Regions from separate parts of the Sus scrofa genome. Here region 1 is linked to region 2. The links are chromatin contacts, called in public HiChIP or PLAC-seq maps. All regions are on one chromosome and are shown on one strand. The core of a region is the stretch at or near the end of the contact, and the rest is flanking DNA. Distances in the headings are between cores, read along the strand shown. Region 1 overlaps LOC102160963 (a long non-coding RNA gene). Region 2 has its middle 110 kb from the start of SLC1A4.

Evidence for each region. HiChIP or PLAC-seq counts read pairs in DNA pulled down with a chosen protein or histone mark.
Region 1: a contact with region 2 is called in an H3K27ac HiChIP or PLAC-seq map of alveolar macrophages. The contact joins two enhancer-like sites. A contact is called at or near these places in 1 of 5 promoter capture datasets (liver), 25 of 47 Hi-C or Micro-C datasets (adipose tissue, alveolar macrophages, blood and 15 more) and 2 of 2 datasets of contacts at active chromatin or transcription factors (alveolar macrophages and skeletal muscle).

What each region holds. Positions count from the first base shown.
Region 1 is chr3:77,164,691-77,171,565 of Sscrofa11.1, forward strand. LOC102160963 (a long non-coding RNA gene) reads right to left here. Exons shown (of 4, transcript XR_002342636.1): 4 at 2,668-6,875. Among named protein-coding and RNA genes, the nearest start is that of SERTAD2, 24 kb to the right of the region's middle. Within about 2 kb of position 3,686, at least 82 of the 83 cell types and tissues checked have an H3K27ac peak or open chromatin away from gene starts, as enhancers often do. A contact at or near this core is called in adipose tissue, alveolar macrophages, brain and 7 more, where this site is marked.
Region 2 is chr3:77,074,523-77,081,292 of Sscrofa11.1, forward strand. No RefSeq gene overlaps it. Among named protein-coding and RNA genes, the nearest start is that of SLC1A4, 110 kb to the left of the region's middle. Within about 2 kb of position 3,004, at least 58 of the 83 cell types and tissues checked have an H3K27ac peak or open chromatin away from gene starts, as enhancers often do. A contact at or near this core is called in adipose tissue, alveolar macrophages, brain and 7 more, where this site is marked.

The sequences.
Region 1 (6,875 bases), core at 2,436-4,935, 91 kb after region 2:
AAGCTCTCTGATTGGTCCATTTCTGAACCAATCAACTATGGCGGGGAGGGTGGGTGTCATATAAAAAAAAATGGAGGTTCCAATATTTGGGGTGTGGGAGAGAAACTGCTCCTAGAAGAAGGGAGGGAGATAATGGGCAGACCTCCACCACCCCTTCCCCTCCCCCCAAAATCCACTCTGACTCATTTTACAGATCTGGAAATTTAGGCTCAGAGAAATTAAGTGACTTGCTCAAGGTTACAACTTGTACTTAAACTCATCTGGCACCAAGTTAGCTGGTTGTCTCACTCCCGGACACTGCTGCTCATTCTATGGAAGCTTCATTTCAAGCTCTTTGGACAGTAAAACCAGGGGGTTGGGGTGGAGTGGGGTGAAATTAAGGATCTTATGTTATGCTTAAACATCTTTCCAGTCTTTTGCTAAAGTTCTAACTCCACCAATCTTTTTGTTTTCTGGTTTTGCTTTATTTTCTTTCTGGGGGGGCCATATACCTGAACTAGGAATCCCTCTATTGCCTTTGGCCCCTGTCAGCCGCAGGGAGCTCATCCTATGCCAAGCTGAAATCAAACAATTCTTAGAATGGCTTACACCAGAGGGAGGACTCACCAAGAGCCAGGGGCTGTGCTTTGGATACATTCTTTGTTTAAACCTTGTAACAGCCCCAGGAAAGAAGCGTTAGTACCATCATCATCCCCATTTTGTAGATAAGTAAACGGAGGCAGACAGAGGTTAAATAACTTGTCTAAAGTCATAGAGCTGGGAAAGGATGTAGGTAGGCTTTGAACACAGGCAGTCTGACTCCAGAGCCATTACTAGATAAACATGAGCAGGGGCTCCTCATACAAAGCCCCAGTAAGTGTCTAGGACTTCCCAGATGCTGGCTGACCTAGAGCTGGCCCATATCTGGAGCTGTCACCAACCTGTTTAGGCTTCGGAGCTAGACTAGGGTTTGAGTCCTGGTCTACTGCTCACTAGCCTTGTGACTTTGGGCAAATAAGCTCTTACCCACTACTCTGTGCCTTGGTTTTCTTATGTGTAAAATGAGGGTAGTAATATCTCCTTCAAAGTCTTGTGAAGATTAGATGAGATACAGTGTTAAAGCCGATAGCAGAGTGCCCAGCCTAAAATAAATTTCAACAAGTTCATTATTAGTTTCAAGTCTTAATCCTGGTGGCTGGGCCTGACCTTTGGGCCCCCAAATCCTTCCAGTTTTTTTTGAAGAGTGTGAGGGTGCTTATACAAATAGGAATGTTCATGACCTGCAGCTTCCCTTGATTTACCTTTAACCTGGGCCCTGGCTGGAGAAATGTGGGTATGACAACTCAGAAAGGCAGGCAGAAGTGGTGGCAGGAGGGAAGAGGACCCCCTCCACCCCACCCTCCACAGCTGGTTCTGAAAAGGACAAAGCTGCCAGTTACCCTCACCTCCTTTCTTTCTTTTTTTTTTTTTTTTGTCTTTTTGCCTTTTCTAGGGCCGCTTCCGCGGCATATGGAGATTCCCAGGCTAGGGGTTTAATCGGAGCCGTAGCCACCGGCCTACACCAGAGCCACAGCAACGCAGGATCCGAGCCGCGTCTGAGACCTACACCACAGCTCACGGCAACGCCGGATCGTCAACCCACTGAGCGAGGCCAGGGATCAAACCCGCAACCTCATGGTTCCTAGTCCGATTCGTTAACCACTGCACCACGACAGGAACTCCTCACCTCCTTTCTTAATCAGAGGGCCCTTCCTCTCCTTTGGATGTTGTTAGGTTCCCCCACTGGGGGTCCCCGGGGTTACCTACCCCCCCATCATTTCTGATGTCATCTAATTAGTGCTATGCTCAGGCCCCTCCCAACCTGAGGGTCAGCCCTAGCAGAGCAAAATGCCTCCTGGACCTGTGTAATGATTGCCTAACTCCTACCTCACCTCCAACAACTCACATCCATTCTCACCTCCAAATATTTTAGCTGCAAAAATTTTTTGTTAAAATTTTAACTGGTCTTTTGCCTGGCTTTTTTTCAGGTCTCAAGTCTAGGAGCTGTTTCTAGTTTGCATAGTTGATAAAGGACTGTACTTTGTACCCCAGACTAGACTCAGAAGAGGCAAGTGCTCAGCCATTTCACAGATGGAAACAAATGCAAAAAGATAACCAAGCAGATGGTGCTTAATAGGTAAATTAAAGATGCCAGTATCCTGACTTTCAAATATTGTATCATCAAATTTAGCTTAAAAATAAGTGTTTTCAGAGTTTCTGTTGTGGCTCAGTGGTTAATGAATTTGACTATCATCCATCAGGATGCAGGTTCAATCTCTGGCCTTGCTCAGTGGGTTAAGGGGTTGCTGTGAGCTGTGGTGTAGGCAGGCAGCTACAGCTCCAATTCCACCCCTAGCCTAGGAACCTCCATGTGCCTTGAGTGTGGCCCTAAAAAGAAAAAAAAAAAAAAGTGTTTTATGTGCCTGTGTTAAATCCATATTCAGAGATCTAATTTGAAATTATTTTTTTCCCTGCATACCTTTTTTTTTTTTTTTTTTGTCTTTCTGCCTTTTCTAGGGTTGCTCCCACAGCATATGGAGGTTCCCAGGCTAGGGGTCCAATCGGAGCTGTAGCTGCTGGCCTACACCATAGCCACAGCAACGAGGGATCCGAGCCACATCTGCAACCTACACCACAGCTCATGGTAACACAGGATCCTTAACCCACTGAGCGATGCCAGGGAACAAACGCGCAACCTCATGGTTTCTGAGCCACGACGGGAACTCCCCTGCATACCTTTTTATTGTAAGCAAGCCCAGCACCCAAGACGTTACAGAGGTATGTGACTTTTTTTCAGCTAAGATGGCTTGACCTATATATAAGTATAAAAATCCCGGTTAGCCCAGACTCTCTTAAAGTGGAACTATAACACATTTCCCTGAGATAAAATGCCATGAAATCCTCTTGGTTTTTCTTTTTCCAGGAACCCTTTAGTCCAAAGGGGACAGGACTTAAGGAAACGGAAAGAAAAAAATCGTGCAAATGTGAAAAAAAAACCCAAAACAAAACCGTGGAAGAAAAACAAAGGAAGAAAGACTCAGAATTGAAATAAAACCAACACAGAAGAAAAGGCAGGGGAAGCCAATGGAGTCGCCAATCAGAATCAAGGAACTGCAAGATCTGCGCGCGCACGTGTACACACACACACACACACACACACACACACACTCTCTCTCTCTCTCTCTCTCTCTCTCTCTCTCTCAAGAAAAGGTGCAAAGGGAACGAAACTGTATGTGTGTGGAAGAGAGAGGGAGGGAGAAAAGAAAAGAAAAGAAAAGAAAAGAAAAGAAAAAAGAAAAAAGAGAAAGGTAGGCAAGAGGGAGATTGAAATCTAGACCGGGTCAGGCTGGAAGAACAGGCAGGGTAAGACCAGAGACTGGGTGGGGAATCCCAGAACGATCTGTTTACGAAAAGATAGGCCTATGGAAATTCCACAAGTGACTTTTGAGATTCAGATCCGAAATAGAAAAGGCTCCAAATCACACACAGTCCCTGTGTATTTCAACCGCCTGCTGAGGTTCCATCTAGATTAGAGGAAATTCTCCCTGGCCTTGAACAGACACTTTTTGAGATTTTTAGATTTCAACAAATCTAAATATCCTCCACGTGGCCTCCGACTGTGCCTGGGGGGCCGGGCAACCGCCGCGGTCCCGCCCAGCCCGGGGACCCGCGGGAGCGCGCGGCGCGCGGAGGCCGCCCCCTCGGAACTCCCCTCGCATTGTCTGTGCGCCGGGGAGTCTCCGCTTCCCGGGCGCGCTCGGGGTTATTGTTCTTCTTTCGCCCAAGGGGAGGCGGGTGGGATGGGGTGGAGGAATCACCAGGCTGGAGGGCGGTGGCGGGGCCCGGCTGCCAATAGTGCAGGGGCGCCTCGGTCCTGGGACCCTGTGCCTCGGGGTCGGCCTGAGGCCCCCTGAGGTTGGGGAGGCGGGGGCGGGGGAAGGCGAGTGCCGCTGGGCGCCTCCCTGGGCTCCTTCCCGCAGGTCCCCAGCTTCTGCCCGGGAGCAGGAAGCCGGGCGAGTGTCCCGGTGCAGTGGTGTGGCTCCCGCGGCCGCCTAGGCGCTTGCAGCTCGGGGGAGGGACGCTATGACGCACCCTCCCGGTATTGGAACACTTCACCTTCTATTTATAGACACTCCTCCGACCGCAGACCTAGCTAGCCCTAGCTCTCCTTTCCTCCGTGGTAAAGGAAGGAACGAAAAACCCTACCTAGAATGGAATAGCTCCTAATACGCAATGACAAGAATTCTACTTTGCTCATTCCTGCATAATTCCAACTATTACTTGCAGGTCTAGGGAGCTCTCTCAGTACAGGGAATCTCCCAATTTTCTGAAACTTTAAAACCTACACGACTTTATTTTACATGTCTCTTAAACATGTCAAATTCTTCTCTTGTGAGTTCATGAAATATTCGCCAAGAATTTGCTCAAACTGGTTAGGAGGAAAACCCAATGAATTAACGGAAAAGATGTTTCTAGCTGGCTTTCTACATTTGCTAAAAAACAGCAATTCTAACCATAAAATTTATTCAGAGAGGAAGCATGTAGAGGGAAAATATTGCACATTTCAAACAAAAGCCAAGTTTGTCTTAGGTTTTTGTTTTTGTTTTTGTTTTAAATTGGGGCTTTTAGATACACACTTTACGCTTTTAGATGTACACCATCCATGTAATTATAGGTGATTAAAAATAATTCTTACCTAGTCATAGTAACATTTGCAGTAATTAAAACAGGGGATTTTTTAAAACTGTAATTTATTTCTCATAATTTGGTTGTTTGTGCTGCAGTCAACACTAAAGAGGAAGCATGATCATTATCTTTCATCTTGGTTTCTATTCAGTTTCACTTTCCAAACTCCGGAGTCGACCAAAGAAATACTGTCCTTTACATTTAAGAAAAAAGACATATGTGAATATAAGCATTTTTATATGCCTTTTTAAAAGACTTTAGAGCAACAAAATTGAGAGTGCGGAGATTTTCTGTTAGCCCGCAGGAGAGAAGAAAAGATGGTCAATTGGAACAGTGAAGTCTCAAGCAGGTTTTGTTGACCAGAGGAGTGGCCAGGAGCCCTGAGAATGGAGAACTCAGGCTCCCCGCTGATCAGGGAGAGCTAGGTTTTATAGGGCAGGGGTTGAGTACTGAGTCACGTAGTTATGGGATGGTGGTGGGGATCTGGTCAAGGTGATACGTTTAATTTGGGGGGGGGGGGCTCACCATCCGAAAATGGAAGTTCCCAGCCTAGGGGTCGAATCAGAGCACAGCAATGCCAGATCCAAGCCACGTCTGCCACCTACACCATAGCTCATGGCAATGCCAGATCCTTAACCCACTGAGTGAGGCCAGGGATGGAAATGGCATCCACACGGTTACTAGTCAATTCATTTCCACTGTACCACAACGGGAACTCCCAACAGTTTTAATCTTTAGCTGGCCGGAAGGCTATCTTTGTTTTAGGGAACTCAACCGTCCAGATGGATCTGTCCGACAGTGTTCTGAGGTGGCGACAAGTCCGGGCTGGAGCGGATCTATAACTCATGATGACACTTTTATGGCTGCTTTGTTGCTCAGAGTTTCCACCTAAGATTCTTCCCTGTTTTTAATAGGAAAAGGGGTGAAGGTCTCTTCTTCTGCAGCTTCTTCCTGCTGATCAGAGGCATCAGTTGGGGGGTAAGGGAATCTGGTGGTATCCGTAGTTCTGTAAAGCCAGGATCAAGTTGACTCGCTTGTCTGTGACTGATTCAGTGGTTCTCCGAAAAAAAGAAGAAAACATACGAAACGGGCAGCCCAGCCATTAGGAGAAGGAAGAGAAAGATGAGAGGTGTGTGAATGGGGGCAGAAGGCCAGAAGCCCTGGGCCCCCTGTTGTTGGAACCAGGTTGCTTGTTCTCTTAGGCGTTTTATGCCTTCTCTGACCAGTCCTGATTCGTTTTTGTTTTTTGCTTTTTTGGGGCCACATCTGAGGCATATGGAAGTTCCCAGGCTAGGGGTCCAATCGGAGCTATAGTTGCAGGCCACAGCAACAACAACAGCAACTCAGGTTCTGAGCCGCATCTCCGACCTATCCACAGTTCACAGCGATGCCAGATCCCCAACCCACTGAGCGAGGCCAGGGATTGAACCTGCATCCTCATGGATACGAGTTGGATTCATTTCCCCTGTGCCACAGCAGGAACTCCCTGATTTGTTTTTATAAAAGCAACAACTCTCCTGCAGGGCGACACAAACTCCCCCTTTTCCTGCTGTGAGAAGGTCTAATCCTTGTCTATTTTGTAGTACTACTGTGGCCAGGGAGTCAATTTGATCTTGTAAATAGGCCAATCATCAGTTATTTCCTTGAGGGCCTTAGATATTTGTTGTGATAACAGTGAGTAGCGGTGAGTGGCTACTCCCAGACCCGCTGTACCTGTTCAACTGCAGTTGTGATTCCTATCCTGGCCAATAGGGGTAGTAAATGTATTGCTCTTTTTGGCCTTAATAAAAATTGAGATGGGAATTGGGATGGCATCTGCTTCTAGAGAATATTGGATGGCTGGGGCAAGAAAGGCTAAATTACAAGATTCAGTCCAGTTAGTTGGTAGACGTGCATATGTACTGTTAGCGCAGAGAAACTAGGAATGAATGGCAAAAAGTGGTGTCAAAGAGTATGCAGATGACAAGTGCAGTCTGTTGACGTGCAGTGGGTAATCCATCTACCCCCCTATAGAGGTGGGGGAGGTGTAGGTAATACCCTGAAAACTAGGTAGTACCGAGTATGATGCCCCCATGTCTAGTAAGAATGAAATAGTCTTACCTGCTACTGCCACAGAGACCTGAGGAACAGAGTGGTGGTAAGAGGGTGGGGGCCCGGTGGCCTCAGGCCCC
Region 2 (6,770 bases), core at 1,754-4,253:
ATATTTATTTTACTCACCATCTGGGAGTCAGGTGGATAAGGCTGACCTTTCCTGAGTCTCCTCTAGATACACATCCCTCATCATCCTTGCACCAGTAGGCCAGTTAGGGCAGTGGTGATAACACTGGCACAAGTAGGCAGGTGGAAATGTCTCCTAAGACGTAGGCTTAGAACTGTACCATGTCACTTCCTCCTACCTTCACTTATCCAAAATAGGTCACACAGCCATGTCTAAATCACGAGGGACTGCAGAGTCACACAATAAGAACTCAGGGAGGAGTGACAAGCATTATGGCCAATAATTCAATCTATCATGGTGTGGTCAAACATGTTCAATGCCACAGGGAGACCAGAAGAAATGGGGACCATGAACTGGTCACTAATCTAGTCAAGATGTAGGTCCTTGGCATCCTAAGATTGATTGCAAGGGAATGGTAAGGAAAAAAACCCTGGAGCCGGTGGATGTGAGAATGGGAGGTGAGGAAGAGAAATGTGAGTATATAGACAACTCTCCCAGGAGCATTCACTCCGAAGAGGGGCAGCAAAATGGTTCAGTCAGCAGAAGGAAATGGGAGTTTAAGGCTAATATCTGTTTAAATTGAAGGACATAGTCCTGTTTGGCTTCAGTAGGAAGGATAGAGTAGAGAGGAAGAAATTGATGATGCATGAAAGAAAGGGAATGCTTGTGCTGGTGAAAGGGGAAGAGGCCCAGGACATAGATGGAGGGCTTGGCCACAGATGGGCGGAGGGAACACAGAGTGCAAGCATTCTAGTGGCTTTGGTGGGAGGAAGAGCAGGCAGTTGGTCTGTCTGTACCTATTTTCTCTATGAAGTATAGTCCGAGATCAGACTGACAGTGAAGGGGGGGGTTGAAAATATGCAGAAGAGGAGAAAGAAATTGCTGCACTATGGAGACAGCGGAAAAGGGATTTTCTAAGAAATGGTAGTAGGATTGCCCAGCAGTTCAAATCCCTTTGGAAATGTATGCACATAAATTTGATGTGAGTCCATTGAGAGTAGCTGGGCAGTTTTCTTCAGCAGTGTGCAAACTGCTTGGTTGCAGGTGTGAAGTAAACAGTTTGATTTAACCACAGTTGGGTTTTCGCCAGGTGATTATGATGGAGAGAGACTGGTGTTAGGAGTTAAGAGTGTTTGCAAGGGAGATTTCCCATGCTGGATCGTGGACTCTCAGCTGACTAAGTGAAGACCTGAGGGGAGATAGTCAGGAAACAATACAGCAATGGATTGGAGGTCTCAGGCAGGAGAGCTAGTGGAAGAACCAGAGTGAGTAAATGAGTTAGCAGGCTGGCAGGTAGTGGGATATTTGAATCTGGGATTTTAGAGAAGATGTAGACATTCATGATTCCCAGGTCTAGGGTGTGATGGTGAGGCTAGGGTGGGACAGAAAATGTATTACTAGGGCCAAGATCATAAACATTGATGTTGAAGTCCCCAAGAATGATGACAGTGGAGGAGAAAGAACCCAGTACTGAAATCACTACAGGATAGAGGAAGTGACCAGTAGCATAAGGTGACACTAACTAGAAGTGGTGTCACCTTATTATTGACACGTATTTCAAAGGAGCTGGGTTTTTTGTTTCTTTTTGTTTGTTTTTGGCCACAGCTGTGGCATGTGGAAGTTCCCAGGCCAGAGACAGAACCAATGCCACAGCAGGGATGAAAGCCACAGCAGTGACAACACTGGATCTTAAACCAGCTGAGCCACCAGAAAACTCCAAGGAGCTGGGGTTTTTTTTGTTTTTGTCTTTTTGCCTTTTCTAGGGCTGCTCCCATGGCATATGGAGGTTCCCAGGCTAGGGGTCAAATCAGAGCTGTAGCTGCTGGTCTACACCAGAGCCACAGCAACTCAGGATCTGAGCCGTGTCTGCAACCTACACCACAGCTCACGGCAATGCCAGATCCTTAACCCACTGAGCGTGGCCAGGGATCGAACCTGCAACCTCATGGTTCCTAGTTGGATTCGTTAACCACTGCGCCACGACGGGAACTCCGGAGCTGGGTTTTTGAAGGGAGATGGCGAAGCAGCAGATTGGAAGCTTCACTGGTGAGTGAGGAGTCATCTCCAGTCCTAAAGCATGGCCTGAGGAGAAAAGAACTTCGTTGAAGAGGGCTGTGGACCGGCAGTGTCCTCGAGGGCCAGACCAGCCTTCAGGAGGAAGGCTTTAGCCTTGGAGCAGATGGAGACTAGAGGCAGTGGGAGCTCTTGGGAAGACAGGGCAGGCTTGCAGGCTGCAGTGGGAGTGGGTAGGGGACATTCGACAGCGTCAGAAGGGGATGGTTCTGAGGCCAGTGGCTGCGAGGCATGATGGGATGGCTCTCCCTCACCATTGGCAGGTCCCCCTTCCCTGGGGGAGGTGCCAAGGCAGCCACACCTGGCCTCTTTGCGGCAGCTTTCCAGATTACGCCGAGGATGGGGGAGGAGAGAGACTTCCTTTTCCAGGAACCCGTATAACTTTTGGTTACTCATGTTTTCTCAGGCCTTATCATCTACTTCCTGGTGTCTTCAGCGTTCTTCTTCCGTGTGGATTTATTTCCTCAGTTAGAGGCAAGTTTGGGCAGAACCCCAGCAATGCCACTTTACACGCACCCAAGTCCAGCACAGCACCTGACACGTAATGAGTTTTCACAAATGTTTGTTACAGGAGTTGGATACAAGCGCGGTCATGGTTTCCCTTTAAGGCCAAGAATGGGGCCTGTCCTGGGGGGAGGGGGGTCCTTCCGCCCGAGGCCCCCGCCCCCACACCCCCTGGCCAGCTGCCGCAGCCGCCCCTCCCCCACGGCCGCTTGGGCAGAGTAACCTGACGCCTGGGCCCGCGCCCCCTCCCGACCCGGGGCTCAGCGTCCAATGGCGGTGGCCCGAGCCTCCGCCGGGAGCCGCGGGGCCCTCCCGGCGCCACCCCGCGGGCGGGAGCTGGGGCACCCGGAGCGAAGGCCAGCCCGGCTGCGAGCCCGCCCTCGGCTCCAGCTCCCAGCCTGTGCTCTCCGTGCCCTGCGTGCTGTGCCGCCCGGCCCAGCCCAGAAACACCCGCTCTCTCTCCCGAGCGGGGGAAGCCAAGGCTGTGCCAGGGGACTGATGAGCGGCGCAGATGAGCCGTGCAGAACGCGACACCCAGAGGGCCAAGTCAGGACGGATCCTCAGCCCGGGAGACAGGACGCTTGCGTTTGCGGGGTCTTTAACTGGCTGAAAGGGGGCAGTCGTGGAATCTCTGAGCCTCGATTTCCTTATGCGAGGTGGTCCCTGTCCACCTCGGAGTGGGGTGGTGTAAGGACCCAACTGGGCGAAGGGTGTGCACGTCCTCTTGTATTAGCCAGAGGACAGCCAAAATCCAGTCATTGGGACCTGTCAACTACCCTCGCGGCCCCAGAGGAGAACTGCAGCTCCACTATTGGGTTCCGCCCACCGTCCAGGGAATAGCCTGGGTTCAAAGGAAAAGCCTAACACAACTTACCAATACACCCCAGTCTGGACATTCCCTGCAGCTCCTCACTCCCAAGGCAGAAGTCAGCTGGGGGGGGGGGGGGGTTCAGCAACCTTGGGGGAAGAGAGCCGGGAAATATATGCTGGGCTGGAAGGATGGAGCACAGGCAGGGCATCCTTCCAACTACCTACTTTATCTCCTGTACGTGTACTAGAGTGGAAGAAGTGTCAAGCGCAAACCCTCAGTAACAATGCCTTTTTCCTTCTCTACACTCCTGCCAGTTACTGAACACAAGCTACAAATACTCAAGTATTTACCTGTATATTTTTGATCCTGGTACCTTTAAAACAAAAACAAAAACAAAGGAGAGCTCGGGAAATACATTATAGTCTGAACGAAGAGAAAGGAAGTTTTGTCAAGGATGCATTACTTTTTTTTTTTCTTTTTACAGCCACACCTGTGGTATATGCAAGTTCCCAGGCTAGGGGTCAAATTGGAGCCACAGCTGCTGGCCTATGCCACAGCCACAGCGATGCCAGATCCAAACAGCATCTGCAACCTACGCCACAGTTTGCAGCAATGCCAGATCCTTAACCCACTGAGCTACGCCAGGGATCAAACACTCATCCTCATGGACACTATGTCAGGTTCGTAACCGATGAACCACAATGAGAACTTCAAGGATGCATTATTTTAACAATCACAGCTTTCTCACACCAAGGCAGGGCATGGGTCACCTATGATGATGAGGGCATATGGGGGCACCTGAGTTCTACACTTGTATGTCCAAGTCCTAAACAGGCTCTCAAGTTGGCTCCCGGAACCTGCAGCCTTGGCTCACACCCTTTCTCCATACTGGGCATCCAACCCTCAGGCCCCTTGCTGGGGCACAGTGTCACATGGTAAACTGCTCTCTTTTCCCCTGGAACTTGGACTCCAGGGCCCAGCACCCCTTCAGGCCCTCTGCCTCAGGTGAATCCAAAGGTAGGACATGAGGGGGAGTCTGAGAGAGGGTCCTTAAGCAGGGAGGGGGAGAGGCACCCACCAACCCAGGCCTGGTGTTCTTCAGGCTTTCAGAATTCATTCGCTTCCAGACCTTTCAGCCTTGCCAAGCCCTTATGCGAAAGATCAGAACAGCTGGAAATTTCTAGCAGGAGAGGCCCAGGTACTGAACAGGTATAATAGGTCTGACTTAGAAACAGGGGCTGGGGCTGTTCAGGTTTGACATTCTTGTCTTTGCCAGATAGGCAGGAACTGCTTGCTTTTGGAAGGCAGTGACACCCCTGAGTCTGGGCTGAAGCTGCGGTAAACCCAGGACAGAGGGCTGGGGACAGAAACTTGGAGCCTCCTCCCTCCCAAGCCCCAGGACAAACGACACAAAGGGCCTCCTCTGCCGGCCAAGCAGAAGGAGATGGGCTGACCCAGGAGGGCCGAACTGTCGCCCAGTCAGAGCCAGGTGGCTGCAAATGCAACACAGGCCTAGAAGACTCCAACAGGCACTGAGTCTTTCTCAGAGCCAAGAAATCCTGGCTAGAAACTTGACTACAGAGCAAGGCAAGGCACTGGGAAATTCTTGAAACCAGGCGAGACCCCTGGCAATGTTGGACTCCTGACAAATAAGGGGCTGAGCCAAATGCTTTTTCCCTGCCTGGCCCAGAAACAGAAACTGAGCTGGCCAGAGAGGATCCAGGGGAGGTGGCAGAGGAGCCGAGAATGGACCTGGGCAGGAAGAGGAAAGGTGGCAGCAGGGTTGTTTTTACCCTGCTCAGACTCCAGAGTTCTCACACAGAAAGTCTGCAGAGGGGAGAGTTCGTGTGTGGCTTCCCACACAACGTCACTCAGACCCTGTGGAGGCTTTTACAAGGGGCTCTGGAAACTCCACCGTGGCAGCCTGGAGTCACCAACACCAAATGACCAGGCTGCAGGGGTCAGCTTCTGTTTGGAGAAGGGGAGTTCACAGGGGCAGCTGCTGAGGGAGGCCAGTGTCCCTATCTCTACTCCCACCCCAGGCAGTGGAGAGACTGCCCTTGGCCCTCAGGACAAGCCAGGCTGTTGCACCGCAGGCTCAGCCTGCTTTGTTTTATTTTTTTCTTTTTTACAGCCGTACCTGCAGCCTATGCAAGTTCCTGGACTAGGGGTCAAAATGGATCTGCATCTGCAACCTACAATCGTGTGGCAAGACCAAATCCTTAACCCCACTGATCAAGGCCAGGGATCGAACCCTCATCCTTATGGACACTATGTCAGGTCCTTAACCCGCTAAGCCACAACAGAAATTCCCTGCTTTATCTTAAATGACTCTACACAGTAGCATGTTATGGGTAAAATTTATAAACCTACTAAGGAATGTTGTTTTTTTTTTTCCATATTTCTCGTAATATGTGAAGGGGGTTACTTTTTTAAAGTTCTAAAATTAAAGAAAAAAGAGAAATCATCTTGTATTGAGAATGGATTCAGTCAGTGTCTCACTTCTCTTTATCCTTTGCTAGATCTCGGAAAAAAAAAAATGAAAAGAAATATGCCACAGCATGAAGGATTCTTGTTAAAAGAAAGAAAGAGCTTTCTGAATATAAAACTAGAACATGCTCTATAAAAAGAAATTCAGACAAAAAGTATAGAGAGAGGAAAAAAAATCAGCTATTAGTTTTACCACCCCCAAGTGATACTCCGATATCATTTTTGTGTATTTTTCCCATACTATTTTCTATGCCTGCAGATACATGTTTTTACATGGGCTACAATCACTAATATCAGAGTATCTTACCAGCCTTCTTCCTCCTGCCACTGAAGAAAATCCTAAATTTGCCTATTTGTTTTCCCCTCACTTCTCTCTTCTGGAGAAAGGAAGAATTATTATTTGCTGAGCAAAGCTAAATTGAGCTGCATAATAAAGGGATGCAACTGAATGAGATGATGTACAGAGTAGGGCAAAGCTTTGTGGACTAGAGTTCAGTAGAGTATTCGAACTGCAGCACATTCAAGACTCTGGAGCAGCTCATAGGACATAGAGAACTGGGCTTGGAGGACTGGGCTTCTGAGATGGGCTGAAATGGTTATGACCTATAGCCCTTTTAGTGTTCTTCCAGAAATGTAATTAAATAGTGGAATTTATTTTGTATTAATTTTGGCCATTAAGAGATGCATTAAGTCTTTATAGAGACAAATGTACAGTCTCTCCTCTCATTAATAAGGGTTACTTTTTTTTAAAATATGTGGTCGTACTGTATTTCCTTTGTATATCCTTTTTTTTTTTTTTTTTTGGCTTTTTTTGGGACTGCACCCATGGCATATGGAGGTTCTCAGACTAGAGACCTAATTGGAGCTATAGCTG